Linked DNA regions of Mus musculus: regions 1, 3, 4 and 5 are each linked to region 2. Evidence: chromatin contacts called from public promoter capture Hi-C data. All regions are on one chromosome and are shown on one strand. The core of a region is the stretch at or near the end of the contact, and the rest is flanking DNA. Distances in the headings are between cores, read along the strand shown.

The links. Promoter capture Hi-C pulls out the DNA fragments that hold promoters and counts their contacts.
Region 1: a contact with region 2 is called in a promoter capture Hi-C map of liver, with 2.8 times the contacts expected there. The contact joins the promoter of Cbx8 here to the promoter of Pgs1 in region 2. A contact is called at or near these places in 3 of 39 promoter capture datasets (liver, pre-B cells and stem cell-derived epiblast-like cells) and 1 of 115 datasets of contacts at active chromatin or transcription factors (pancreatic cancer cells).
Region 3: a promoter capture Hi-C map of liver shows a contact between it and region 2, with 2.1 times the contacts expected there. The contact joins the promoter of Cbx4 here to the promoter of Pgs1 in region 2. A contact is called at or near these places in 1 of 39 promoter capture datasets (liver) and 1 of 115 datasets of contacts at active chromatin or transcription factors (pancreatic cancer cells).
Region 4: a promoter capture Hi-C map of liver shows a contact between it and region 2, with 2.2 times the contacts expected there. The contact joins the promoter of Prcd here to the promoter of Pgs1 in region 2. A contact is called at or near these places in 3 of 39 promoter capture datasets (the 3T3-L1 cell line, embryonic stem cells and liver) and 1 of 9 other capture datasets (liver).
Region 5: a contact with region 2 is called in a promoter capture Hi-C map of liver, with 2.3 times the contacts expected there. The contact joins the promoter of Tbc1d16 here to the promoter of Pgs1 in region 2. A contact is called at or near these places in 4 of 39 promoter capture datasets (the C10 cell line, embryonic stem cells, liver and 1 more).

What each region holds. Positions count from the first base shown.
Region 1 is chr11:119,038,665-119,044,273 of GRCm38.p6, reverse strand. It overlaps Cbx8 (chromobox 8), which reads left to right and starts at 3,361. Exons shown (of 5, transcript NM_013926.1): 1 at 3,361-3,492; 2 at 3,883-3,926; 3 at 4,115-4,180; 4 at 4,276-4,342; 5 at 4,755-5,609. The coding sequence starts at 3,424. The coding sequence ends at 5,597.
Region 2 is chr11:117,984,525-117,990,605 of GRCm38.p6, reverse strand. Pgs1 (phosphatidylglycerophosphate synthase 1) reads right to left here and starts at 3,749. Exons shown (of 10, transcript NM_133757.2): 1 at 3,593-3,749. The coding sequence starts at 3,726.
Region 3 is chr11:119,084,278-119,089,704 of GRCm38.p6, reverse strand. Cbx4 (chromobox 4) reads left to right here and starts at 3,468. Exons shown (of 5, transcript NM_007625.2): 1 at 3,468-3,756; 2 at 3,905-3,948; 3 at 5,077-5,142. The coding sequence starts at 3,688.
Region 4 is chr11:116,655,045-116,661,149 of GRCm38.p6, reverse strand. It overlaps Prcd (photoreceptor disc component), which reads right to left and starts at 4,042. Exons shown (of 5, transcript NM_001163318.1): 1 at 3,843-4,042; 2 at 3,544-3,612; 3 at 1,774-1,852; 4 at 1,323-1,417. The coding sequence starts at 3,913. The coding sequence ends at 1,831.
Region 5 is chr11:119,226,811-119,232,774 of GRCm38.p6, reverse strand. Tbc1d16 (TBC1 domain family, member 16) reads left to right here and starts at 4,276. Exons shown (of 12, transcript NM_172443.3): 1 at 4,276-4,379. Ccdc40 (coiled-coil domain containing 40) reads right to left here and starts at 4,203. Exons shown (of 21, transcript NM_001364767.1): 1 at 4,028-4,203; 2 at 3,613-3,747; 3 at 2,081-2,150; 4 at 487-1,302. The coding sequence starts at 3,641.

The sequences.
Region 1 (5,609 bases), core at 2,112-4,611, 1.1 Mb before region 2:
TTGTTTAGTTTTGGGAGGTGCACAAGGGAACAGCCGATTATATAACTTCAAAGTGGGGGAGGTCTTGTGTGGAAGAGGTGTGGAGAACTGAGCTGGTGGGCAGGGGAGGTTTCAAAAATAAAGGTGGGCTGTGGGCAAGCCTCCTTTCATTGGTTTCAAGGACTGAGAGCTGAACAGCCCAAATCCGCTCCAGACTTGGTTGGAATGAGGGCAGTTGCTAGTGCCCCCTCCTGGAACACACAGGCATCTTCCCATTCTGACCTAACCGGACCCCAGCTCTGGGCCTGTGGGACTGCAAACCCATTCCTCAGATGTCCACTCCCCTCTCAATGTGTCTAACCTGTCCAGGGGAGAGACCACTGGGAGGTCTGAGTTAACACCTCTGCAACACTGTTCTAGTTTCTGTAAGCTTGGTAGCACTTTGGGTATGTGCAAAGGTAACATCCCACCTCCTCCCAGCCGATCTACTGAAGGACTAAACTCTTCTGAGACAGGAACCAAGTTCTGGACCTCTGAACGTTCTGAATCTCCTGAATCCAGCTTCAACTTTGCAATGGGCTCCACGGGAACTCCCGGCCTTTGAAACTCAGAGAGCCCCCAAGCACTGATCTTGTCTTGAGCTAGCTATTAGAGAAGAATTACCATCAGGCACAAAGGCAGGAAAATACAGCTAGAAAGCAGAGACTACCACTAACTAACGGTTCCTTCAGAAGTACTAAGCGCGGGGACTGCCTCTCTTTACGTAAAACTTCTCCAGTTAATTGGGCAAAGAAGTAAAATTTAGGAACTGAACAGAAGAAGAGAAAAGGAAGGAAGGAAAGAAGGAAGGGAGGAAGGAAGGAAGGAAGGAAGGGAGGAAGGAAGGAAGGGAGGAAAGAAAGGACGATGGTGGGGCAGGAGTGGAAGAGAGCTGGATTTTTTCGGTGAAATTGAAACCAGCAGTTGATGACCCTCGTCCAAAACCCCCTGGTCCATGAAGACACACAACTTAGGGACAGAGTTCTCCTCAAAACCCAAGCTGAAGGGAAACCACCATCTTTTACTTGATCGGCAAACTTCCCAGGGATAAGAAAGAGAGGAAGAGCTGATGCCCACCACCACCACCACCAGCAGCCACTCCACGCAGTTCCCTGCCACTGGCTTCAAGGTGGCCCTGAAGCCGGCTTGCAGAGCCGCGGCCCCCGCTAAGCTCCGGGTGGCCCGACAGCCAACGCCCGCGGCGGGCAACAGATTCCAAGCGCGGGCAGGCGGAGCAACTAGAGCGACCCGGGCGGAGGGCTAGGGTGGGCTTTCTCTGGGCGGGGAAACCAGACACTTATAGGCGGCTGAGACCGACTTTATTTTTACTGCCCAAACTGTTGGAAAGTATTTAAGCTTAAACAGAAACAGCTGTATCGCTGGCACCGGCCGACGAAACTATTTGTTACCAGGAATGACTTTTTATGATTAAGGACCCAGCCGTCGGCGGTCTCTTGAAGGCGGCGGGCGAAGGTCGCCGGGGCGATGTGGGCATCCTGGATCCGCTGTTCGTTGAGAACCGAGAGGACTCCTCACCTGGAGCACACCTTACTATGTCTAGGAGTGAAGCCAAAAACTGGAACCTGCGACTGTTGATGCAAGAGGAGGCCTGGGGAGTACCGGCGCAGCGGGCCCAACTCGGAGCTAGCCCCAAGGCCAGCACTGGCGCGTGCAGTGTGTAGCGCCTTGGACCCGAGGCCAGCTTTGCGCTCTGGGCTTCCTGCCTTTCGAAACAGACTCCTTAGCTCGCTGTTTTCCGGGCTTCGTCGTTTTTTCTTTTTCTCTCTCCCCTTTTCCCAGCCTCTTCTTGGCCAAGGGAAACTTTTTTCAGCCAAGTTGATATCGCGATTTAAATAAATTGTGTGTTCCGAGGTCGGGCTCTGTGATCTGGAGCTTGGGTAGTAAAAGGGCAATGTGGGGATAGCTGCTGTTGAACCCCCCCCCCCCCCGCGCCTCAACAGGGGTTACCACGAGGGGAGGAAAGAGAGCCTAGGAGCAAAAGGTCATTGAGTGTACTCAGGTGTGTAAAAGGGACTGAGGCATCTCTGCGCGACCCTCGTCCCCTACCTGGGACTTGCCATCTTCGCGTCGGGGGTGGGGGTGGGGGTGTCTCTTCCAGGCCGCACTAGATACCGCCACACCCCTCAAAGTCCATACTGATGTTTGTCGGGAATCCCCCGCTTACGCTTACGTCGTCTAGAAGAGCCCGAGACAGAAAGTGCACTAGCTCTGCACCCAGGTCTGGAGCAGAGCCGCGGCGCCTCCAGAGCTAGCCAGGCTCTAGGCTCTGCCTCGATGGTCATAGGCTCCTTAAACCCACCCAGGCCGGGACAGATGTGGTCAGGGTTGACTTCTCTCAGGACTGAGGAGTGGATTGGACGGAAACTGCAGGCTGGGTCAGGAATAGAGGCTGGGGCAGGGCAGCTGAGACTTGGGGACAATGAGGGTGGGAAGAGGAGGCTCGCGACCCCTCCTGCAGGGTCTCGCTTCAGGATGGATTCAGGCGGTAAACACTGGCTTGTGCCAGTCTGCTTTGGGCTTCTGAGCCCGGAGAAGCGCCCACGCCAGCTCGCAGGACCCGGAGGGTGGACGCGGGCAGCGCTATGCGACTGGAGACCAAGAGCAGGCTCATTGATTTGTTAGCTGGATGGGACTGGTGAAGAAGGGAGGAGGGGGCGTTGCCATGGAGACCCAGGGTGCGCGGCCGCAAGGGAGGGGTCAGGGAATTAGTAGGTTCGGCGCAAGCGACGTAGGTCCGGGGGTTCGGGCGCGGCTCGATGCGCCCCAGCACCTGTGCATTGTGCATCAACGGCGGCTGGCGACCAGGATGGCGCCAGCTAGGGCATGGGCAGGTGGGGAGGGCCTGGGTCTGCAGAGGGGCAGCGCCTGGCTGGCACCTACGCAGGGAGCCCTAATAGCTCGGCGGGGCAAGCCACGCACCCGGGGAAACGCTGGGCAATCAGGCAGGGGGGCCAGGGGCGGGAGCCTAGGGCAGCGGCCCCCCTGTCCAGCCGTGCAGACTGACAGCAGCCGGGCCCGCCCCGCTTGGCGTCACTTCCGCTGACGGCTCGCTCCCCCTCCCTCTGGGTCTCTGGAGTGGACAGAGACCCCGCCTCCTGGCTATTGGAACGCGGGTCACGTAGCAACGCAGGGGAGACGGGGAGAGGGGCGTGGCCGGGCGCTAGTCCAATCAGCGCCCGCAGAACGGGCCCAGGACGCTTGGCTTTAGCAACGTCGTTAGCAACACGTGGGGCGGGAGGAAGCGCTGGGAGGGGGTGGAGGGAGGGAGAGTGCGCGGGGGAGGGAGGAGAACTGACGTCAGCGGGAGAGTATTATGGGCTGTCGAGGGCTGGCTGCTGCTTTTCTGCTCCTGGAAGCGGCTGAGGGGGGAAGCGGCGAGTCAACATGGAGCTCTCGGCGGTGGGGGAGCGGGTGTTCGCGGCCGAAGCCCTCCTGAAGCGGCGCATTCGCAAAGTAGGTGAAGGGGAAGGCGGGCGGCGACGCGAACTCTCCCTCACCAGGGCCCAGGCTCCCTCCCCTTGCTGCAGCCCAGCCTCCCTTCCCCCAGGTCCCAGCAGCGGCCGCGGCCGTGGCGGCGGCGGCGGCGGCTCAGCCCCAGCGCTCTCCTTAGACTTGCAGCCCTGCACAGATTGCATGGATGGGGGGTGGGGTGGGGGATGAATGCCGGTGCATGCACTTTGTGCAGCGTTTCTGCAGGGGTGCTGCAGTGGACTGGTTCCTTTGGCGGTAGTGTTTGGAGCATTCATTTGGTGCATGCATTTTCGTGTGTATTTCTTGTGTCCTCGTCATGCATTTCTCCCCACGCACACACATACACAAGCATTTTCCCTTTTGCATCTGCAGGGACGCATGGAATATCTCGTGAAATGGAAGGGCTGGTCGCAGAAGTAAGTAGGTTATATGCAATCGCTACCCCACACTGATATCGAGGAGGGTTCTTTCTTCCTCTTTTCCCCTTCACATTGAAATACAACACAAGGCAGCCGGAAAAGTTGCACACACATACACGCCCTCCACTCTGTCCTCTCTCTCCTGCTCCAGGGACTGATGCTCCATTCTTCCTGGTTTCCTTTAGGTACAGCACGTGGGAGCCCGAAGAAAATATTCTGGATGCTCGCCTCCTTGCAGCCTTTGAGGAAAGGTACAGACCCTTAGCCTAGCCACTCACTAGAACCCATACACGCTGACTTCGGTGCAGCCAGGACACACCCCCTTCTCTCTCTTTTCTTTCTTTAGGGAACGGGAGATGGAGCTCTATGGCCCCAAAAAGCGAGGACCCAAGCCTAAAACCTTCCTTCTCAAGGTATGTTGCGATCTCCAGAGGTGGAGTGTGCCGTTCAGGGAGGATCTGCAGGGCTTGTAAATCAATGGGTGCCCTTGCCTTGTGTGTATTTGTAATCTGGACTTCTGTCAGAGGCCCCATCACGGAGTTCTAGAGGCAGGACTTAGCTGCACCAGAAGGCCTTCATTCCCACCCCCCCTCCAGCCATCCCAAGTAGACCTCTGTTACACAAGGAGTCTGTTGGTTGCAAATGGCTTCTTCCAGACAAACCCTCATTCCCCTCCCCCAGACTATTACTAAGAGCCCACCTCCCCACTCAATTAGAATTTCCCAGGCATCCAGGGAAAGTTGGGCAGTCAAGGCTAGAGGTCGTGGGGGGGTGGGGTGGGCGGGGGCGGGGCTTTTTTCTCCTCACAACAACTTCCTTCTGCAGGCCCAGGCCAAGGCAAAGGCCAAAACCTATGAATTCAGAAGTGACTCTACCAGAGGCATCCGGATCCCTTACCCAGGCCGCTCACCCCAGGATTTGGCGTCTACTTCCAGGGCCCGAGAGGGCCTGCGGAACACGGGGCTACCCCCACCAGGGAGCAGCACCAGTACCTGCAGGGCAGACCCACCTCGGGACCGGGACCGAGAGAGGGACAGGGGTACCAGCCGTGTAGACGACAAGCCCAGCTCACCGGGGGACAGCTCCAAGAAACGAGGACCGAAACCCAGGAAGGAGCCCCTGGACCCTTCACAGAGACCTTTGGGAGAGCCCAGTGCCGGCCTTGGAGAGTACCTGAAAGGCAGGAAGCTGGATGAGACCTCTTCTGGGACAGGAAAGTTCCCAGCTGGCCACAGTGTGATCCAGCTTGCTCGAAGGCAGGACTCAGACCTGGTGCAATATGGTGTGACCAGTCCTAGCTCAGCAGAGGCCTCGAGCAAGTTGGCTGTGGACACCTTTCCAGCCAGGGTAATAAAGCACAGGGCTGCTTTCCTGGAGGCCAAAGGCCAAGGTGCCCTGGACCCTGGTGGTGCCAGGGTTCGACATAGTTCAGGCACCCCAGCCTCAGTGGGAAGCCTGTATCGGGACATGGGGGCGCAAGGGGGAAGGCCCTCCCTCATCGCCAGGATCCCAGTGGCCAGGATCCTGGGGGACCCAGAGGAAGAGTCCTGGAGCCCCTCTCTGACTAACCTGGAGAAAGTGGTCGTTACAGATGTGACCTCAAACTTTTTGACCGTCACCATTAAGGAGAGCAACACGGACCAAGGATTCTTTAAGGAAAAAAGATGAATTGCCGGGGTG
Region 2 (6,081 bases), core at 2,500-4,999:
GGACACTGACTTGCTCCTAGCTCCTCTCCTACTTAGCAACACTCCATCAGCTGCTAGAAATGGTTCAAGCACTGCCCCCCCCCCACGCCTGCTCACATCACCCCCCCTTAAATGCCCACTCCCCCTTCTTCACTTTGCTTCATTCCAAACAGCTCTGGGCTCTGCCACTGGGAGCCTTCCATAATCTCAGAAGCCTCTCCTGGGTGTCACTATGACCTTCCACCCTACTTTCCTGGAACTGTCTGCTCATAGGCTGAAACACTTTAAAGGCAGGGCTGTGCCTTTATCTCGCCTAGAAGAGCAATGACCCATCCACACGAGGAATAAATGAACTGTCTAGTTCTCTCAATGACAGTGAGTCAGACACTTGCTTCAGAGAAAGCAACAGTATTTCAAGATCACTAATAAGAAACGATTTTCTCATTTAAGTCTCTATGGGCACCTCCTAGCCTGAGAGGAAACCACGCGGTGAAGAACCGCTCCTCCTGCTGGCCGCAAGGATTCACCAAGTCCCCGATGACTGAGTCAGACTGGCAAGCCAGAATCTAAAATAAGTTAAGCTCATGACTACACAGAGCTATTATCAATGAATCAGTGATCAGAGAATTACAAGAAACCACACCATTCGGGGAATGAGGAATTGGGAGGTGCAGTGGAACAATGGAGAAGAATCGAAAGCCAGCAGCTGACAGTCAGTGGCCACAACTGACATAAATAATGCCAAACACCAAGGCCCCGGAGAACCAGAAAAAGCTGCCAGCCAAACAAGGCAGAGGTGGGGGACAAGACCCGCAGGGTCACCCATTGGTGGAAACACCAACCCCAGCCCCTACCCTGAGAACTGTAAAACAAAGAGCTTCTGAACACACAGCAAAGAACTCGAGTCCTAGACTGACTGTCACAAGTCTGTCACTCAACCCCCAGCCCCACTCAACTGTAGACTTAATCCTTCGGTTTAGAAATACGGAGCCATGAGTACTGCAAAGATTTTGGGGAAGCTGAGCTGCGTGTGGTAGCACATGCTGGCAGTTTCAGAGCTCAGGGGATGGCAGGAAGATCAGGAGTTCAAGGCCACCCCAAGAGAATGAAATCCTGTCTCAAAGAAACATGAGTCACGTAAGAAGTCTACAGAGACTACCCTCACTGCCACACCACACCTGCCATCCCCCATCCAGGAGCTAAGGCCACCCTTAACAACATAGCGGGCCTGAGTCAGGCTGGGCTACATTCAACCCTGCCTCAGAAAAATTAAAAAAAAAAAAAGAAAGAAAAATTAAAGATACAACTTGATCTACGTAGAAGTTCTAGGACAGCCAGGGACACAGACTGAGATCCTGTCTCAAAGGAACATTCATGGGCTGGAGAGGGCTCGGGGGTTACGAGTGTCCACTGCTCCTGCAGAAGACTTAAGTCTGATTCCTACAAGTGCATTTAACTTTAGCACCAGGGACTCCAATGTCCTCGTCTGACCCCCAAGGGTTCCTGCATCATACGCACCTACACATGGAAGCACACATAACTGCAAATAAAAATAAAATCTTGGGCTGAGTGTGGTGGCCACACCTTTAATCCCAGCACTCCATGGCATAAACCAGTAGGTCTCTATGAGTTTGAGGCCGGCCTGGTCTACATAAAGAGTCAAGCCAGCCAGCTATAAAGTAAGAACCTGTCTCAATCAAACTAACAAAATCTTTTTTTTTTAATTTTTTAAAGGGAACAATGAAATACTTCAACAAGTAAAGTTGCCTGCAACCAAGCCCAAAGACTTGTGTTCAATAATTAGGATGCACATATGGGCACACAACAAAGCTTTTCATTTAAAAAAAAAAAAAAGATAAAGCAGGAGTTGAAAAGCAAGGTGCACTCCTGTCATCCCTGTGCTCGGGAGACTAAGGAAGGAGGACCCAGTGCGCCAGGCTAACCTGGGCTACAAAGCACACACACTAGGGCAGAGGGTGGGGGGAGGGTAGCCCAGTTGGTAAAGTTATCTAACTGCCTAGCATACACAAGGCCCTGGAAATGTCCCCTATCTAGCCCATGAAATTGGGCACAGTGACACATGCTGGTAAGACTAGCACTTGTAGACAAATGGGCCATTAATTCATAACCATCAGCTACAAAGGATATTCGAAAGTAACCTGAGGTGAGGCCCTGTCAGGCCTAGGGGCACAGCTCCATGTAGAGTGCTTGCCTATCCAGAATTTGATACCCAGTGGTATAGGGGATATAGTTCATGTAGGTTGCCTGAGCCCCCTTCAGAGATCAGCACCAAAGCTGAACAATGAATACTGAGGTTTACAAACCAAAAGGAAATCAACAAAGCTTCCTAAACTGCTCCTCTTTCAGGCAGAACTTTTGAAACCTAACATTTTTCAGTGGTCTGGTGCCCTGATGTAATAAGCGTCACCTGATTCTACCGTCCAATCGAATGGCTGGGGGAAAGAGCCATTCTGATCAGCAGGCAACCTGAGATAAGACTGCCTGTCTGCCTTGATTCTGTCATTCAGTAGGTCCTCTAAGTCTAATTTGTGCTTGGGTTGGCAAGCTCCCTGTTACTCTGTAAATCAATGACCCACATCTAGAACCAACGCAGGTGACTGCACCTCAAGCCATCTAGAGACAAGATCTTACCCACAGATCTTACTCACAGAACCAGAATGGGCCATTACAGCTCACACCTGGGAGTCAGCATTGGACATGAGGCAGGAGAATCAGGAGTATTAGGCTAACCTGAGTTACTCAATTTAAGGCCAGTATAGATACATGAAACTGTGTCTCTAAAAGAACTGGGGGTCCAGCGAGTTTGCTGCCAAGCCTGATGATCCGATTTCAATCACTTCAACTCACGTGGTAAAAGAGAACCGACTTCCCCTACCACCACCTGAGCACACAGTCATTATTTTAATTGTTTTATTTATTTTAAAGAGAGAGAGGAGGAGCTGAGATGTGGCTCAGTGGTAAAGCACCTGCCTTGTGTGCATGGAGTTCTGGGTTTGGGCCCCAGCATTTGAAGAAAAAGAAAACGAAGTCTCTAAACATATCCACACGAGAGAATATCACACACAAACACACAATCTCAATATCTATCTCGCGCGCTCCTGAAAATTAGCAATAGCATCAGGCCTCTTGGTTGAGCCTGTTCTTGGCAAATGTTTCCTTTAAAGGACCACTGCCTGAACAAACTGCTTCAAAGCTTCCCTCACCGCTTACACAACCCACTTCAGTACTTTTCCAGAAACAAGCCTTTCGAACGCGCGCAGAAAGAGTTTCGAGTGTTTCCTCTTCACGGGCCTGAGTACCGATTGAGTCAGGATTGAGAAATGTCTCCGGCAGGATGTGAGGAAGCCAGCCTGCACCGGGTCCCCGCAGGGCTGATTCACTCCGGCCAACTCACCGCTCTAACCCCGACTGCCACACTCACGCCCCGAGCCCGGAGCACAGCAGCCTTGGCCCCAGGGCCGGGCCGCAGCCCCGAGCTCGCCCCGGGTGGCTCCTGCACGGTGCACGCCCACGGGGCTCCTGGCTGAGCCGCCGGCACGCGGGGAGACAGCGAGTCCCCCACCCCCCGCCCGGCCCTCTCGAGCGCTCTCACCTCCGGCGCCGGCGCTCCCGGCTCCTGCCCAGACGGTCGGAGAGGCGGCCCAGGAGCGCGGCCAGCCCGGGCCTGCCAGGCAGCAGGCCCAGCAGCCGCCTCCAGAACACCGGGCCCGCTGCCGGCGCCGCCATGGAGACCCGCCGCTTCCGCTTCCGGCGCGCGAGAACTTTATTGACAGTGCGAGCGCGAACAGGGAGCCAGCGCGCAGGCGCGGTAGCGGCAGTGACAGCTGCATAGGCTGTATTCCCTTGTCTTTGCCTCTCTGTATCCTTTCTGGGGCACCGCGTCGCGCCAGACAGGGAGCTCAAGGGCGGGAGGCATGGACTACAGTCCTAAGTTCACCTGATGGTCCAGGAGGGAGAATGCTGGTGACAGCTCAGCACCCCGAATCCTGTCAGATTAGCAGCTGCTGCCCTGCACTTTATGCTCATCTGCCTTGCTGTAAGAGGAGGGATGCTCAGCGACCAGACTACCTGTCAGACTTCCAGCTGCTACCCTGCGCTCACATAAAGGTCCAGGAGGATTAATAACAGCTCAGCGCCCGGAGTCCTGTCAGACTGATAGCTGCTGCCCTGCGACCTATGATCATCTGCCTTGTTCCAAGAAGAAGGAAGGATGCTCAGCGCAGACTTTCAGCTGCTACCCTGCGCTCACATATGAGAGTCCAGGAGGGAGAATAGCTAGTAACTGCTCAGCGCCTCAATCCTGTCCGTTTGACAGCTGCTGCCATGCACTCACATGAGGGAGCAAGGAGGAGGATGTCAGTGGCATCTTAGCACCTGTCACACTGACAGCTGCCGCCATGCGCATTAAACTCACCTGCATTGCTCCAGGAGAGAGGAAGCTAGTGATCATTCAGAGTCCTGACACCTGTCAGATTGATAACTTCCTGAGCCCTACGCCCTCAACTCACCTGCCTGGCTCCAAGAGGAAGGATTCTTGCAATAGCTCAGTGCCCAACACCTGTCAGATAGCCAGCCCCTGCTTTGTGCCCGCACTCGTGTGCATCATCACTCAGTTCAGCACCCTGAGGCCTGACCCTCCTCTGCCCCTGTCTGACTTTCATGCCCTTAATTCCTTCCCTGGCTCACATGCTCTGGGACTTAGAAGCTAGAAACATTGTAAAACAGTCATAATTCTCTTTACCCCAGAGATGATGGAGTTAAAGCTGTAACACTTGAACTAACATTCTGAATTTCACCTCCACCAAACTATTTCAGGAAAGTGAATGACACATTTCAAAAGAATATTTATCTCAGTCTTTCTCCCATTATTGAAAAGTGTGGAAACAGCCGGTGGTGGTGGTGGTGGTGGTGGTGCACGCCTTTAATCCCAGCACTGTGGAGACAGAGGTAAATGGATCTCTGTGAGTTCAAGACCAGTATGGTCTACAGAATGAGTTCCAAGATAACCAAGGCTACACAATGAAACCCTATCTTGAAAAACAAACAAAAAATCTCAGTGAAGGAGTTGGCTAGATACACTGTGGTGTATCAATACAATGGATGGCCATAGCTCCATGAGAATATGATACCCTAGAATAATATTTCATGGCATCACTTATAAAATTTACCAGGGGCAGGCAAAATGGCTCAGTAGATAAAGGTGCTTGCTGCCAAAGCTGACAACCAGAGTTTCAACTTCAAAACATATATAGTAGGAAAGAGACTCAATTTGTCCCCTGACCTCCACATGTGCGCCATAGCATCTGTGTGCCTGCTGCTCCCACAAAATAAATGAGCATTCAGAAATTTAAATAAAAATAAAATTAAAAAGGAAAGTCCAGCCAGATGGTTCAATGGATAAAGGAGATTGCTGAGGAAATTGTCCTCTGGCCTCCACACATGTGCCCACTCCAGAGCATACATATACACACAATAACAATAAATAATATACTAGTTTTTTAAAAGATTTATTTATTTATTATATGTAAGTACACTGTAGCTGTCTTCAGATACCCCAGAAGAGGGCATCAGATCTCATTATGGATGGTTGTGAGCCACCATGTGGTTGCTGGGATTTGAACTCGGGACCTTCGGAAGAGCTAGTCAGTGCTCTTAACCCCTGAGCCATCTCTCCAGCCCCGATATACTAGTTTTTAAGACAATGAAAAAATATTATCAAAGAGTGGTAAAAAGACAATCTCAAGCAGGCATGGTAGCCCACATTGTAATCCTGGTCCTTACCAGCCCTCAGGAGACAAAAGCATTAGTATCTAAGAAAGAAGGAAAGAAGGAAGGAAGGAAGGAAGGAAGGAAGGAAGAAAGAAAGAAAGAAAGAAAGAAAGCGAGCCGGGCGTGGTGGCACACGCCTTTAATCCCAGCACTTGGGAGGCAGAGGCAGGTGGATTTCTGAGTTCAAGGCCAGCCTGGTCTACAAAGTGAGTTCCAGGACAGCCAGGGCTATACAGAGAAACCCCGTCTCAAAAAACAAAACAAAAAAAAAAAGAAAGAAAGAGGGAGAAAGAAAGAAGGAAAGGAAGCAGG
Region 3 (5,427 bases), core at 2,219-4,718, 1.1 Mb before region 2:
CCAAACAGAGCCCAGAGTTGGGGTCAGAGGGCGGCGACGGCAATCTCTCGTGGACGGGGAACCCATTCACCGAGACGGCTCCTTTAAGAAGTTTATTTTCCCCCGGTCGGCACGGGTCACGCTTGTTCCAAGACTGGGTTCTCAGTAACTATTCTCCACTCTTCGGTCATTAAAAAGTTCCCAGCCTCTCCGGGATCGGATCCTTTGCCCTGCCTTTCTAAGCCCGGGCCTACCGCTGGGCGAGGGAACATCGCTCCTCTCTTGGGGCCCCTGAAGGCCCCTGGGGGCCCCAGCCCGTGGGGACATCTGAAGGGCTTCTGTTTCTCATCAGAGCTGACGGAACTACTCACCCTGTTTGGAAAGGGGCGGTGTCAAATGCACCGGATTAAGGAGTCTTATAAAGGTTCCCGTGGGGCCCCTGGGCATCCCCGGTTGAGAACAGGGGCCCCAGTAGAAGGCTTTGGGAATCCCGGGTTTGGAGTCAGTCTCTCCCGTGATTCCCTCGGAGGTGCCCAGACAGGGGGTTGGGAAGGTAGGGGCCGCCCCAAGGGAGGCTTTTAAGAAAGGTTTGGGCACATCAGGTGACCTCATTGGCCACCCCCCACCCCCACCCCCGGGCTTCTGCCCTGCTTTCTGCCAGTCTCCGTTTCGGGCTGGTGGATCTGAGCCGTCCCTATGGTAGTTGTCACAAGAGGGTTGGTCTAGGACCTGCCTTCAGGTTAGGACAGGGATCTGAGAGTAAGTCACTTTCTTCATCTGCCCACCCTCCACGAGGACAAATAACAGCCTGAGAGAAGAGAGTTGCTGCGTTGGCGGCTACTTCTGTGTTTCAGCCACCTGCAGAGCTGTCCACAGAAAGGCCTTTGGAGAGCTGGGCAGTGGCGGGTGGGATTCGATGTTTGAGGTGATTCCCGGAGGCCCCCTTCGTAGTTAGGGAGCCCGGAGGTTCCTCTAGTTAGATCATATGTAACTCCAGAAAAGATGCTCTGCGCAGGAGAGTGAGAGCTTTCCTTTCCCAGCTTGCGGAGTGGTTCCTGCGCAAACTCGGCTCGGTGCACCTAATTCCTTTCAGTGGCCCCTAAGGTCCAAATCTGGGCCCCTGAGGGCCCGGACCCAGCGAACCAAGCTGTCTGCAATACAGCCCAACGCCCCTGGTGGCGGGTAGGTTGTAACGGCTGCCTGCCCTCCCCTGAGCCAGGATTCTGGATAATGCAGGAAACACCCAGAGTAAACAGATTTTCCTGGGGATTTTTGAGTAAAGAGACCGGCATTGTCGGGAAGCTCAGCTTCCCAGGCTGAGGGACTGGCCTACACAAAGTTGCTCCAGACCTTCTAAATGACCGGATGACCTGAGCGGCTGAGGGTGAATGGGTGCTGTTGGACGGCAGATCGTCACCTCATGACCTACAGGACCCTTCTTTTTTTGACTGAACTGTCCCACAACAGTTTCTCAACTTGAGTACAGTTAGGCACCGTGTTTGTGTGTGTGTGTGTGTGTGTGTGTGTGTGTGTGTGTGTGTATAAAACATCCAAATATAGTAGGGGTGGCCCTTTTCTAGTGCCCCTCCAGCCCCAAGAGTTGGGGTGACGGTAGTCACCCACATCCCATCTTGCGATTCTCCCCTCCTTGGAGACTCTTAGATTTGGGCCTTATGATAGTCAGAGACCAGCCGTTGCACACTGAGTACTCTCTTGTCTCCAGAAGAGGACCCCTTCCACCTCAACACTCTAAGGAGTAAATTCTGAGAGAGCTGCCGCTAAGCAACAGCGGAAGCCACAGTGTTGCAAAGTGGAGGTGCGTGGAGTCAGCGTGTGTGTGCAACATCAAACTAACCGTCTGAAGACTTTTACTGGATGCCTGGGAAAACACAAGCCCTGGCAGGCTTTTGGGGGTTCACTTCTGCACCTGGCCCTTCGCAAGTCATCACAACATAGTCCTCACCAGGCACCCTGAGACGCAATAAAAGCAGGGACAGAGACTCGGACGTCTCCTTGCCCTCCCCCTCCGTCGACCCACTCTCCTCTTTTGCGCTTTTTCTGTCTCTGTGGACGCTCAGCCAAGGGATTGCGCAAGCTTCCTGCTCCACGTTCTTCAGGAGCCCTGAGCTGGGGCCCCGGACGCACCACAGGCAAGGCACACCCTTACCCTCCCACTTAGAATGGCATGTTCTCTGTCAAGTCTACCCACTGCGACCCCACGGATCTCCCAGGCCCACTGTGGCGCCCTCGGAAGGCCGCGTCTGGCGCAGCAGCTCCCCCAGCCGGACGCTGGCGCTGAATACCCCTGAACGTGCGGGGCTGGCCGGCTCCGAGGTGCTAAACTTCACACTCCAGGGCTCCAAAGGCCGCGTCAGCAGGGCTTGGCTGTCAGAGACCAGAGGACGGGAATTCAGGAAGACACTGTGGCTCCTTGGCCATTTCCCCTCCCCTTCTCGCAGTCCACTCATCCACCAACCCTCCGCCTCAACATCTACTTGGTCCTCCCCACTCTTACTTTTGAGGCTCTTCCATGAAGCCCCACGAAGTCCCCTTGGACCCCCCAGACTCATTCACCCCCATATTCATTCTCTCTCTCTCTCTCTCTCTCTCTCTCTCTCTCTCTCTCTCTCTCCCCCTCTCTCTCTCTCGCTCTCTCTCTCTCTCTCTCTCTCTTCTCCCAGCATCTCAGACTAAGCAAGAGGCCTTGCTTAGAAACTGCCCCTTCCCCGCGAATGAGTGAACCAAGTGTAAATTAGAAGCCGTTCAGAATCTTGGGTGGCATCGGATTCAGAGCCCCTTTCTGCTGAGGTTCTTGAGTGCTAAATGCCCCGTGGCCAGCTGTTTCTTTGTCCCTGTCTTCGCCTCTCCGTGCTCCTCCACTTGTCCAAGTCCTCAGTCTTCTGGCTCTTTCTCTCCCCACCTCGCGGCCTAAATGCCCAGAGACTGGCGGGGCGGGGCGGTGGGCACCGAGGGTGGGGTCCTGAACTGCCCCCGCCTCCATTCCGCCCCCTGCCGGAAAGTCCCCTGTGCTTCCAGAGCTCTGCTGGACAGATGTAGTTGGGAGCAACTGTAAAGTGCAGCGGGTGCTTCCGTGGCCCCCAGCAGGGATCCCCGGGCCTTGCACAAGCAGAAACAGAGGCCGAGGGTGGGGACGGGAGAGTCCCAAGTGTCCGGCTGCGGATCAGAGTGGGCCCGGTCGAGGTGCCCACCCTGGCCGCCTAGGCAGAGACACCTCTATTCCGCGGCCCCAGCTCACTTTCCCGGCTCTCAGATCCCTCCCCTGCACCTCCCCGCGCCCTCCTCCTCCCCAGCCTCCTCCCGCGCCCTCCTCCTTCCCTGCTGCCCAGACCGGGGGCCTCGGGTAGGCCGGGCTGCGCCAATCCGAGGCGCGTCCCGCCTCCTGACGCCGAGCTGGGCCCTGCGAGGCCCCGCCCGCTGACGTCCGGGATTTGCATGAGTTCTCGTGCCGCGGCGGCCCGGGCTCAGTTGTCTGAGCGAGCGAGCGAGCGAGCGAGCGCGAGCTGAGAGCCGGCGGGTGCAGGCAGCGGCGGCGGCGGCGGCGGCCAGGCTGTTGAGGGGCGAGTGGCGGCGGCGGGGGCCGGGCGCGTGGCGAGGTCCACGCGCAGGATCGTATCGGGGCGCCGGCGGGAGCTAGCTGTGTCTGCAGCCGCGCCGGCCGCTTGCGCCCCTGAGCGCTCGGGTTCGGCCATGGAGCTGCCAGCTGTTGGCGAGCACGTCTTCGCGGTGGAGAGCATCGAAAAGAAGCGGATACGCAAGGTAGGGGTGGCGCGCGGGTGGCGGCGCCGAGGCGCGGGAGCGGCGGCGGGAGCAGCGAGCGAGAGGCGCGGAGGGGGTGGGGAGGCTGCGGGCCGGAGCCGGGGATCCCGCGGAAGCTGATGGAGTGCTGTCTCTTCCCCCCCTACAGGGCAGAGTGGAGTATCTGGTGAAATGGAGAGGCTGGTCCCCCAAGTAAGTGGCGGCGGGGGCCGGGTGCCTCGGCACCAAGCGCCCTGGCCAGCAGACCCGTGGAGCTGGTGGGGTGGTGGGGGAGCGGACGGGAGGCGGGGTGGAGGTGGGGTGGAGAGAGGAGGGGGTGGGGAAGTCGGTGGCAGGCACTGGGAAGCGGAGCAGCCGAGCCCGAGCCGGGCGCCCTGTGTTGTGCTCCGCTCTCCGGGAAATGCCATCACTAATTTATGCGCTAAAAGGAGCCGGAGGAGCTGGAGAGACGCGGGGCCGAGCCCGGGAGGCCGGCGGAGGGAGGGAGGGCGCAGGCACTGACTGATGTGCAGCAGAAAATGGCTCCTTTCCCCTTTCCCTCCACCGAACGGCTCCATATTGCAAAACCAAAAAAAAAAAAAAAAATTTTTTTTAAAAGCGACGAAAATGCAATTGTATGCGTCCTCCCTCCTGGTGGTGCAGGGTAGGGAAGAAAAAAGACAGAAAATGTTGGGAACTGTCACTGCAGCTCTTTCGATGGGGAATTTTTTTTTTAATTTGAAATGCGAAGGCACCGGATGGAGACAGGCGCAGGCACACACACACACACACACACACACACACACACACTCGGAGAGGGAGAGGGAGAGGGAAAGAGAGGCATATTTTTGTACTGCTGAGTATTTGGGGTTTGCTTGCCAGTGACAGCGGTCTCCTGGGCCTTGAGGGGGGCGCTGAGCTGTGAGTTACCGGATTAGGGGTCCAATGCAGACCAGCTGAAGCCCTACTGGAGACTTGGGCTGGGGATAGGGAGGGGGACTGCGACTTTGCTTTTGGGCTGCTTTGCACGGAGGGTTTCTGGAGAGGAAAGTGGCCTTGGAACACGTCACAGTAACATGCTTAAAATTCTTGACGACTGCAAAATAAACTGCTAGTTTCGTTTTCTTCACCCCCTCCTTTCCTCCTGCCCTTGTGTGTGTATTTTAACTTGGGGGGTAATCAAGGGCCATGTTAAGCCTTAAGAAACCTACTGTCTACCCTCCACATCCATAGCCTTTGATTCAGGAAGCCACATAGGGCCTTATGTCATTCCCAACCTGGCCTTTTTTTTTTCTTACACTCTGCCCCCCCTCCCCGCCCCGTTCCTTTTTCACTTGCAAGATATAACACGTGGGAACCAGAGGAGAACATCTTGGATCCCCGGCTGCTGATCGCCTTCCAGAACAGGTGAGCAGCCTGCTGCCCTGGCCATACATAGGTGGGCCATAGGGGATGGATGACTGCTTGCAGCAGTGGGAAAAGGGGAAGGGGTGGGAGGGGGCAGGCAGGAGCCCCACCCCCAACAAATCCGGATGGGCAAGGCTGCGGCCTGGGCTTCTCTAACCAACGTCCTTGGCGGTTGCTGCAGCTTGGGAGTGGGGGCAGGGTAGGGCTGGGGAAGGTAGGCTTGTGTTTTGGGAAACTGCTGGAAGACTACGTGGGGATGACCCTGGATCTGCCTAGGAATACTGT
Region 4 (6,105 bases), core at 2,793-5,292, 1.3 Mb after region 2:
ACACACACACACACACACACACACAGATAGACACACACATACATATACACACATACACACACGCAGATACACAGCTACACACACATATACACACATGTTCCCGTTCACTGCTGCCCACTTAGAGAGCACACACACAGAGATACAGACATGCATTCATACACATACATACACACACACATACACACATACACACACACACAAACATATACACACATATTCCTGTTCACTGCTGCCCACTTAGAAAGCACACACACACATACACACAGATACACACATGCACACACTCACACATACACACACACATGCTCCCACTCGTTGCTGCCCACTTAGAGAACACACACACACTTACAGATACACACATATATACACACATACTCCCAATCACTGCTGCCCAGTTAGAGAGCATACACACAGATACACACATGCACACACTCACACATACACACATACATACACAGACACATACGTACACACACACATGCTCCCATTTGTCACTGCCCACTTAGAGAGCACACACACACACACACACACACACACACGCACACACACACACACGCACACGCTTCCGGTACCCGATGCCCACTTAGAGAACACACTAGCATGCATGCATACACACAGACACAAAGCACATTTGGAGCACAAGCTGGCGTTTGCTCCCATCCAGCTTCAGGCAGACATGCCACAGATTCAGCTGGCCTTTCTTACTGATAATTTCAGGAGCGCAGCCAATGACAGGGTGAGTTCTCGGGACTGAAAAGAGGCAGATGCCACAGGAAGCGGAGCGACACAACCCAGCCCTAGACCATAGGGGTTTAGCGGAATAGCTCCTGAGCTGGCAGGTGGCCAGGCCAACAGAAACCCCTTTTTGCCAATCAGCAGCAAAGTTGAGTAGGGGGGTTAAGCTTGGATCCCCCACCTAGTAGCGTGGTAATGGGCTGTGTCTTCTCATGTGGGTGCCACGGAAGGAGTATGTATAGTCTGTGGGTTGTGCTCAGGATTGGACTGGAGAATGAATGGAGGAACCCTTCATGACTAAGCCCAAGCTAGCATTTATTCTTCCCTTGGTTCTGGAGTCTTCTCGCTCTCTGCTTGCACCTGGCCCTTGCCTGAGATGCTGGGATTCTCTTCAGAGAACCTGAAGAACCCCGAGAAGCCCCTCTCTGTGCCTCCTCCAGCTTGGCAGTCCCTTAGAGCAGGAACTCGGAAATGAGAACCCAGGAGGCCTAAGCATCCCATGTTCTTTCTGCCAGTCCAGCTTTGCTCAGGAGCCCGAGTCACAGCCTGCCTAGCAGCAACCCTGGGGGCCGTGGAGGAAAGCCTACCTTCTCCATGACCGTTTCTCCCGTTTTCTTTCCTCCCTGCCTCCGCTTCCAGCCCCACACCATCTTCCTAGATGGGAGGTGAACCAGGACTCCAGCTAGAACGCAAAGTCAGACAGTTCAGCGCACTCCCCTGTGCCCAGAGGTGAGATGTGTATTTCAGGATGGCCCATTCCACTGCCTCTCCCTTAGAAGTCTGCAACTCTGCCCTCAGAACTTAAGCTCAGCTACCGCCTCACCCCCAAGCCTCAAAAACATGTCAGGATCACACTCAATTCTCTTCAAACCAGCTCCAGCTCCATGGCCTGAAACATAAGTAGCAAGCTCAAAGATAAACCCAGCCTCACCCAACCTCCACCAGCGATCGAGAGAGCTGAAGACTTCCTCCCTCTCCCCACATGGCTGGACCAACGCCCTGCCTTCTAAACTCCATAGCGCCTGGTCCTGACTTTACCTGTCAGGGCCGACGGGCCGCAGTCCGCAGAGCCGGGCTGCCTGAAGGAGTGACGGTCTACTTCACAGGTCCTTTCTCCCTGAACAGAGGGAAGCACCGGCGTCAGGGAGATGGAAGAGTTAAACTTGTCGTGTTTGGGGACTCTTCCTCCTACTTCCACCTCTGCCACCCCCAGCCATCCCTGTGGCAGTTCCCCTCAGCAATCTGTTCTTGTTGTCTGACTAACTCTTCCAGTTAACTGGGTGCCGAGGAGTTAAAAGGCAGCAGATGTGGCCTGCCCAAATGGTCCCCAGGTGTGGCCTTTTCTCTTTTGTCAGGAGATCTAGGACCCCCACCTTTTCTTTGTGGGCAAGACAGATATTTGGAAGTCAGATGCTCCCCCTCCTGCTGCTCAGTCACTACCAAGCAGTTATAAGCATGCATGTCCTGATAAGCCTATGGTTTTTGAGAATTACTGTATAAGAAAAGTTTGGGAGCTGGCACTAGTACAGCACCCCTTTAATTCCAGTGCACATGAGGCAGAGGTAGGCAGATCTTTGAGAGTTTGGAGCCAGCCTGGTCTGCATAGCAAGTTCCAGGCCAACCAGGGCAACATAGTGAGATCCTGTCTCAAAATAAATAAATAAATAAATAAATAAAAGAAAAAAGAGTAAATAAATAAATAAATAAACCGAAAAAAGAGTAAATAAATAAATAAATAAATAGAGAGAATGAAAAAGAGAAAGGTCTAGGGAAACATAAAGCACCCATCAAGTACTCAGCCGGGAGGACGGCTATGCAGCCAGGACCAGGACAGCTATGTAGCCAGGAGGACAGCTATGCAGCCGGGAGGACGGCCATGCAGACGGGAGTACCACTATGCAGCCCAGAGTACAGCTAGCACGAGTTCCCAGTTCCACTGTGCTTCCGCAGCTGTGCAGCTGTTGTCCACAACTCCAGCTTTAGGGGGCATGGTATGTGTTTACCCGCCCACACTGACTTGAGCCAAGTTAGTAAGGACACCCTCCTCCTGTGGGCCCCAAATCCTGAAGGCCCGGGAGATCTTTTTTGCCCTTTGTTTTCACTAAAAGTGAGAGTTGATCTTGGGATCCTGCCCATGCTAGGGAGTCCACGGGACATAACCTTACACATAGGTACTAAATTGACACTTTTGTAGTGTCTTGACGGGCGTGGAGACTCTGGAAAACCAGGGAAGGAAAAGTCAGGAAGAATGCACAACTTTGCCTCCCCAAAGGCCACATGGCTGCAACCTAAGGAAGAGTTAACTTTCAGGCCATTGGAGACAGCGTCCTGCCCGCAGGGGCAGCCCAGCCAATGACACTTAGTGTCGATGACGTCATGCACCTCCTGCGCCTTCTATTGGGGACTGGACAGCGAATCCTGCTGGAGGTTCAGGCAACGGAGCTGCAGAGCCCGTCCGTGGCAGAGGAAGGAGGAGGAGGAGGGCCAAGGACAAGAGAGCAGCAAATCGACCCAGAGTGGCTCCTGCCTCCTCCCTCTGCTCCCTGCTCCTCCAACAGAAGGTCCTCCTGGGGACTGCCCCACACTCACATCACAGAAGCAAAGCCACACAGCATTGGTTCAGAAAAGAGGAGCAAGGACTCCCTCTGCCACCTAACCTGCCCACTACACAAGGAGTGACTGGTGAGGGCTAGGGCTAGGGCTAGAACTCGGTATTTGAGTGCCTGTGCGCGCATGCGCACACAAACACAGGCGCACACACCAATAGTTTCCTTAGCACTACTTTCCCCACTCCTGACTCTCTTTCACCTGCCGGTAGATTGAAGGTCTGTGTCTGAGCCGCTGCCCACGACTGTCCCGTCCACTCTGCTGGGCTCTCTGGAAGGGAAGAGCAGGCAAGAGAACCTGTAGGCAGTGCTCAGCCCCTGCCCCACCCCTTTACCACAGTCCAGCAGCACAGCACTGGCTGCTCCAACCCACACCACTAGCTCCAAGAGGGACCCCTCCAGGGTGTCCTTTGAATTCCTTTCCAGACCAGCTTGTCTGTAACTCTCCCTGGTGGTCCCTCCCACCCACGACCCCAATCCACAGCCCCATCAGTTTCTCACGGTTCCACTCGGTTGGTAAATCTACGGCGCCACAGCATGGCCAAGCTGAACAGGAAGAGGGTGGTGCACATGGCTCAGCTGCCCCATCCCCACCGACGACCAACTCCGCTGAAGAAGGCCACAGGGCCGGGGAGCCACAATGGCCAGCCTACCTCTCCCAAGCCACCGCTGTGTTTCCTGAAGTTCCTGGGAAGGGATTAGGACGTTCAAGCTGATTAGTGGAGTGGGCAGACCTGACCTTGTGAAGAGAGATTAAACTCACCAGGCCCAAGATCTCCCCTCTAGTGGCAGAGTAAGTCAGCCTCCTTCAAGGCATGCCAGGTAACCCTGAGTGCCCCTCCAGAATGTTCTACCCAGAACATTCACTACTATCCGGGCTTTGGCATCAAGGCACGTAGTGCAATCGAGCTAAGTGAGCTACTTCCATACACTGTTAAATGTACCTGCAGAGCACTTGAGGACTTAGAAGCATCAAGGATAGCTTCAAAGAGGATCTGGGGCCTTGGCCCGGTGACAAAGACCTGTAAGCCACTGGGGAGGGGAGGAGCACCTCAAGTTCAAAGCCTGGCTGAGCTCCAGAGAGCTCTGAGGCCAGCCTGGGAAACCTAATGAGAGTGTCTCAAAGAGCTCTGAGGCGATAACTCTGTAGCAGAGTACTTGCCTGGGGTTCCAAGGCCCTAAGTTCAGTCTCCCATACGGGAGAGAAAGAGTGAGCTATCACAGGAGGTGTCTGAACGTGCAGGTGCCAGAGAAGGACGGGCCCTCAGCCAACTCTGCCGGGCTGCTGACATGAAAGCTTGCCAGTCTTCAGGGACCGAGGCTGCGAGGCAGGGGAGTTGCACTGTCGCAGCCAAGGCAGGAGAGAATGGCAGAGAGGAGAAGAGATGGATGATGGGACCAGGAGGACCAGAGAGTAGAGCGTGTGTGTGTGTGTGTGTGTGTGTGTGTGTGTGTGTGTGTGAGTGTGTGTGTGTGTGTGCTCGAGCACGTGTGTGCGTGTGTGTGAGAGTATGTGCATGTGTGTGAGAGTGTGTGCGTGCACATGTGTGTGTGCGTGTGTGTGTGCGTGTGTGTGTGTGTGTGTGTGTGTGTGTGTGTGCATGCGTGCGCGTGCACCAGGCCTCCCCTGCACCTTCTGAGCTTTCCTAATTACACTCCCTTTGCAGTAAAAGGCAGAGTCGAGGTGTGCACACAGACAGAACTATAAATTCTATCTTATATAACAATCTTATGTAATTTAGATACAAATTATAAGCTTATCAATTATATACTAGACTACTGTACCAATATAATCCTATGTTATGGAGATACAACAGTCAGAGGAGAAGTTGAGAATCGATAGAAATACTCTTTGCACATCCCACCTGGACCTCCTGGGCAACTAGCTGCCTTGGGCAGTAGGGCTTGAGTCAGCAACACAGGGCTGAGACAAGGGCTGAGTGATGCTGGGACCTAAACCCACCTGGGCCATCACCTCTCCAGGACCTTCAGTTTTCCTTCCTAAACAAGGTGGGAGGTAATGTCTCCTGGCCAGGAGTAACATCAGACACCCCAACCCTGAGCTCCAGGGAGCAGCCTGCTGGGCCTATAAAGGTTCTTGTTAACCCTCTGTGACTGAACCTTCAAGTCTGTGTTTTTTAAATTTAAAATTTTTTTGTTATTAGTGTGTGTGTGTGTGTGTGTGTGTGTGTGTGTGTGTGTGTGTGTGTGTGTGTGAGAAAGGACAGCTTGTAAGAGTCAATCTCGGGCTGGTGAGATGGCACAGTGGGTAAGAGCACCCGACTGCTCTTCTGAAGGTCCGGAGTTCAAATCCCAGCAACCACATGGTGGCTCACAACCATCCGTAACAAGATCTGACGCCCTCTTCTGGAGTGTCTGAAGACAGCTACAGTGTACTTACATATAAATAAATAAATCTTTAAAAAAAAAAAAAAAAAAGAGTCAATCTCTTCCTTCCACCCCGTGGGTCCTAGGGCCGGAACTCTTCAGATCATCAAGTTTTGTGAGGCAAATACCTTTAAAGATTTTAAATCAACAGGGACCCAAGCTGAAGAGGAGAGCCACTCACTTCCTGGGCAGCAGGGCTCCTCCTCATCTTGAGCTGGGAGCCTTGAGGAGAACCAGAGACAGTGCACTTATCTGTGTCAGGACCAGGCAGGCCCTCTGTGGTCTCAGGGTCCCTGCTGTCTACAGCCAGGTCTGAGCAACTGCTGGCAGGGTGAGGGTTCTGGGTCTCTCAAGACTGCACTCCTCCCCTCTGTCC
Region 5 (5,964 bases), core at 3,027-5,526, 1.2 Mb before region 2:
GAATGTCCCCAGCCTTGCCCGTGGCAACGTGGATCTGAGGTATAAGCTCTTTCAGCAGTGACCTGCATTTGCTAAGCGATTCCTAACATTGGCCAGCTTGGGAGAATGCGCCCATCGGATTGGCCTGTGACCAAGTATGTGGGACATTTTGAGTTCATGATCGATGTGGGAGGGCTTAGCAAACCGTTTACTGAACTAGCCCTGGGCAGGTGGTCTTATGCTCTCTAAGAAAGCAATACGAGTAAGCCAAGAGCATGCTAGAAGCAGGGCTCCTTCACAACCTCTGCTTCAGTTCCTGCCTCCAGGTTCCCGCCTTCCCTTCCCTTCACAACAGACTACGGGTCATGATATGTAAGCCGAATAACCCCTCCCCCCTCCAAGTTTCTGGAGATCCCAGTATTTATCACAGCAACTGGATACATTTCCTCAAGCTCCTCTCAGGGTGAGGAACCTCACAGGCAGAAAGAGGCTGGTACAAACACTCACCGTGCTGTCCTCTGGGGTCTCTGCAGGCTTTGGGGGCTCTGCAGGCTCTGGGGGCTCTGTGGGCTCTATGGGTTCTATGGGCTCATATATGCCTTGCTGGAATGTGTCGGTTGATGTGGCTGAGACGTTTGTGTCATCTTCACCCATCTCCAAGGGACTGATGTCAGAGTAGGAGACCTCGGGAGAGCTGACTATCTCAGAGAGCTCATCCAACTCATCGAGAAGGGCTTCTACTTTCTCGTGGTCAGAAACTTCTAATTCTCCTTCTGGGGCAGCTCTTCCAGTGGATTCAACTTCCGCTTGGGGTCTGACCTTTCTGTGTTTAGCCTTTTTTGGCGGATAGGCAACTGTGATAGATTCCAAGTCTATTCCTCGGAGGGCCTTCCTAATGGAGTCCACGTCTGTTTCTGAGGTTTCTTCTCCGATGGATTCAACGTTGAGTTCTGTCATGGTCTTTTTAATGGGTTCCACGTCCATTCCTGGGGTAGCCTCTCCGATGGATTCAACTTCTGTTTCCTGTATGCTCTCTCCAGTGGGTTCCACGTCTGTTCCTGGGGAGGTCTCTCCAATGAATTCCACATCTGTGTCTGGAGCGGTCTCTCCAATGAATTCCACTTCTGTTTCTGGGGGAGTCTCTCCATTGGACCCCACTTCTCCTTCAGAGATGGCTTCCCCATCCGTGCTGACTTTCTCAGCATCCATCATTTCCCCTTCAGATCCGCCCCCGCCTTCAGTTGTAATGTCCTCTTCAGGACTTCTGGTGGGGTCTCTGCCCTCATCAATTTCTTGGCCATTGTCTTCCAGCTGTGGTGATACCTGTTACAGGGCGGCAAGAAATCCCAGGGAAGAAAATATAATCTTGAGAGATCTTAGGGTTACAAGAACATCTATATACATCTCCCCACCCCCAAGAGATGATGTTCTGTGTCTGATGTAACTACTGCCTCTTTCTAGAGGCACGTGTTACAAGCATGAACTCTGGAAAATACAAGGCAGTGTGAGGGTTGGCGTGTTATCACCGAAAGCTAACACTTTGGAATGAGCTTGACCCAGCCTATCTTAATCTGAGAAGGGAGTCTCAAGGGAGGAAATTGACTAGAGAAGGCTGGCCTGTCTGTAGGGGATGGGGGGTTGTCTTGACTATTCATTGGCCTGGCCCACTGCAGGCAACACCATTTCCTACATAAGCAGTCATGGGCTGTATAAAAAAGCTAGCTGAGCAGAAGCTGCGAATGAGCCGGTATGCAATGTTCCTGTCATACTCCCTTGGCTGTGAGTGAGTGTGGGCCCCACAAGTGAGTTCTCTAGTTAGAGGTAATACATGCTGACTGGCAAGCAGGCTTGCCTTCAGGCTCCTGACTTGACTTCCCTCAGGGATGAACTATGACCTGGAAGTGAAAGCCATATAAATCTTTTCCTCTTCTAAGATGCTTTTGGTCAGACGGTTTTAACAATGCCAGTAGAACACAGTGAGAAGGGAACGAGTTTCTCCGTGCCTGAACTGAGATGGTCCCAGAGCGTACGATGATGGTCCCATGGTCCCTGGCCCCTGTCTATTTGTCTCCTAGCACATAGGGGTCTGAATGGACGTTACCTCAGGGCCTTCAGTATACTGCTGCTCCGAGTCCTCTTCGGCAGAAGACTGTTGGCCTTCCTGCTGTGACCTGCTTTTAGAGACAGGGAACACTGGTTCACAGCCCTATCATGCACACTGCATACCAGCTGTTCACTGGTAAGGCCTCTGCCTCTCCTCCACTCTGCTGCCAGCAGAGACTCTTCCATCGCTGGGCCATGCTAGTCACGGGCCACAAATGTGGTATGGGAATGAACGTAAGGCGCAATTATAACGTGAAAGGAGCGGCGTGTGAGAACACCCCAGCGAAGTCTGTTTCTGGGGCCAAGCAGAGAAGGTCTCAGGAGAGAGGACAGCATGCCGTCTCTACTTCTCAACATAGCCAAGGTTTGCATGTAAAATATTTTGGCTTTTCAAAAACTTAGTTAGGAACTAGAGTCTGGACCCCCAGCAGTCACGTAAGAGCTAGGCACAGTTGCTTGTGCCTGAACTCCAGCACTGTGAGGGTTTGAGGCAGGAGGACTATTAAGGCTTGCTGGCCACCAGTCAAGCTCCAGGCTCAATGAGAGGTTCTGCTTCAAGAGAATAAGGTAGAGATAGATAGAGCAGGACGCCTGAATCTTCCTCTGGCTTCTGCACGAATGTGCGCACACGCGCGTGCACACACACACCACTTCTACAAATATGCCACATGCAATATTTAAGACTATTTAAAAAGCTAAGCTAGCTTTCTAAAAAACAAACGAATACAGATTTCTGCTTCACAGACAATGAGAGCTTGGGCTATTCCCCCCTCTGCTTCCCAGCACCACTGGAGCAGGCATTTTGTGCACCTGCCTTTGCTCAGAATCTTTGCATTTCAAGTCTTCCCCAAGTTGGAGCTCATTCTATACCTGTGGCTTCACAGTTAGCCTTCTCGTGGGATATACTCTGGATGTGTTTCCATGGGTGTCCATAAGGACTTTAACTATATGAAACAACCCAGAAAAGTCTGAGCAAATAGAACTGTTTAAACTTGCTTTTGTTTTGCACAAAACCTAAAACAGTGCCGGCAACAGCATTTTGGGGTTCACTCAGTGATGGGGATCAGTCTATCCCTCAAGACCATGATGGGGGTGAGGGGAATCCATCTTGCAGGGGGAGGTATGGGCCTAGCCCAATCCCAACGGAGCTACTGCTCCTCCTTTCTTCCCACTCTTGTAATACTGAACGGCGTCCCATCCATCCAAGTCCTGCTTTGCAGCGGGTTTATCAAGCATGATGGTTGCCATGGTTACCGCGGGGCGTTAAAGTCTGTAGTCCAGGAGAAGCAGGGGCTAGGAGTAAGGAATGATGGGGGGTGGGGGGCGCTTGAAAAGGACAAAGAACAGAAGGTGCAAGAGATAGGGGACATGGGGGAGCGTGGGTTGGGTAGTGTAGGACAGGTCCAGAAAGTGGAGAAGAGCGGGAAGGGGCACAGAAGTGAAGGAGAAGGCGGTCCGGGTGGGGGTACCTGCGTGCAGAAATTTAGTGAAAACATCTGGTGGGTTTATTATCCCTCCTGCGGGGCTTACCCGTCAGCCTGGTCCTCCGGCTCCGCCATCTCTCGTTGCTAGGCTACGCCATCAACATCCGGCGAAGTCTGGACCGCGTGCTCCAAGACCGCAGGAGGCGGGGTCTGGCAGCGTCCATCGATTCACACAGAAACACTAAGCAAACACATTAAAGAACAAATGTGTTTTGCCTGTCCGTCGCCATGTGTCCCAGACTTTCCCGGCTGGACTTAGTTCCCGTAGAGTGACCCTGATGATGTTCAGGGACTCAAAGAAAGTGGCAGGCAGGTTGGGGATGCTGGGTCCGGGAAACGCGCCTAGCTCTGGCTCTTCCACTTCCAGCTTTGGGTTACTCAAGAACCAGTACCTTTTGGGGAGCATCATTCCTTCGTAACCCTAAGTTTGAGAAATAGAAATGCAAGGGGTGAGCGCATACATGGGTACAGGGAGGCCCTGCCTTTCGGATCGAGGGCACAGGGCTCCCATCCAGGGCAGGGTCCGGGGTACTAGGCGCGTGGCGAGATCCTGCAGAGTCAGCAGAAAGCCCCGAGCAGGGGTCGACGGATGCGCAGGACCCTGAGGTTGGAGTTAGTGCCTGGCGTTCCGGGCTGAGCGGGGCTGGGCCCCGGGGCGGAGCGAGGCGGAGCGGGGGCGGAGCGGAGGCGGAGCGGGGACGGCCTCTCCATATTCCCTCCCCGCCGCGCCTCGCTTTCGGCGGCGGTGGCAGTGGCGGCGGCGGTGGTGGCTCCTGGAGCCGGCGCGTGTCCAGCCCTCGCGGCGGGACCCGGGTGGGTATCAGGGTTCTTCTGGGATCGCGGGCCGGGGATTTTGGGGTCCACTCGGGACGACGTGGCGGTTCCTGGGTACCCTGGAATCTGCACGCACCGGACCCGGGCCTGCTGCGCGGGGGTCCGGGAGTGGCTGGGGGACCGGCTCTGGGCTCTGGGCGGGGGCGATGCGGAGGAACCCGGATCTTGCTGGGGACGCCCTGGGAACTCCACCCTCGAGTGAGACTCTCTGCTTTGGGAGTGGGCCCACTCGAGGAGACTCGGTCCTCGCCTGTCTGGAGCTGTGGGCCGGGGCACTTGCGGTCTTTGTCTTGCTGGCTGGTCTGAGCATGCGAAGAACTTATGGGGTTCCTGCACTGTCAGACAGAGCCCCCAAGGTGTGCCATGCCCTCCTGGGGCGTGTGCGGTCTTAGCGTTGGGGCACTAGGGGGAAATGGTCAGGGCTATTTAAGAGGCCCCATGTCAGGATCCTCGCTTCTTTTTTAGCCTGCGCGCCTCTCTCTCTCTCTCTCTTTCCTCAAAAGAAAGAAAGAAAAAAAGGGATAGTATAAAAAGAAAAAAGGGCAATTTAAGATTGCTAAAAATAACCCACGGAACCCTGCCAGAACGCGCGGTGAGAAAAGCCTGTTCCTCCGAAGTCGGTGTCACATGTTGGCCACAATCTAGTCCAGGTTCCGTTCAGAAATAGGGGAATAGAAAAGCGTCTCTTGACTCTGTTAAAGTTTGTTCCATGGACTCTGTCAACTTCCTTTATCAGGAAAGAGAGAGAGAGGGGAAGTGTCCTGTCACCAAGCATACTGGTCAGAACATGGGTGCAAAGAGCCGGGGACTAGGGGCTCCACTCTAAATCTTAATAACTGATCAAAGAATTTAAAAGAAACTATGTATGTAGCTCTTGGAAGAAATATTGACATTAACCTTGATAGCGAATATTGAACTTAGTGGTGCGGTGACTTTGGGCACAGGGGCCGGCTAAGATTCACCCATTGGGAATTTACCAGAGTTGGTTCTTAGCTGGTTGCTGGGGATGGATCTCTTAGCTGAGCAGTACTTATGGGTTTTTTCTCTGTTTGTTTGTTTTGTCCCCCCCCCCCCCCCATAGCTTTCTGGTGAGTGGAATGTCTTGAGTATAGCTAGGAAGTTCTTCTTGGGAACTGTTGACTCTCCTGGCAATCACGGTGTCTGTTAACAGCCTCGGATCACCATGTGTGGGTTTTCGTTGTGCGAAAACAGGCCCGTGAAAGAGCTGCAGTTTATAAGCTTTCAAAACCACATTTTTTATTATGACTATTTATTGTGTGGGGTGTGTGTGCCCACATGTGTCTTGGTGGTGCCTGTATGGAGCTCAGAGGACAGCTTGTGGAGCTTAGTTCTGTCTTCCCACCACATGAGTCTTGAGAGGACTCAAACCCAGGCCCTCTGGCTTGGTGGCAGCAGTCACCTTTATCCACAGAACTATTTTACTCACATTTACCCCAAGATGATGTCACATGATGCCATGTGACCCAGCACAGACTTGGCTGGCCTGCTCTTCACAGGGCTTTGTTAAGGGGTGGGGGGGGGGGGCGGCTGGGAGGTCCTTGCT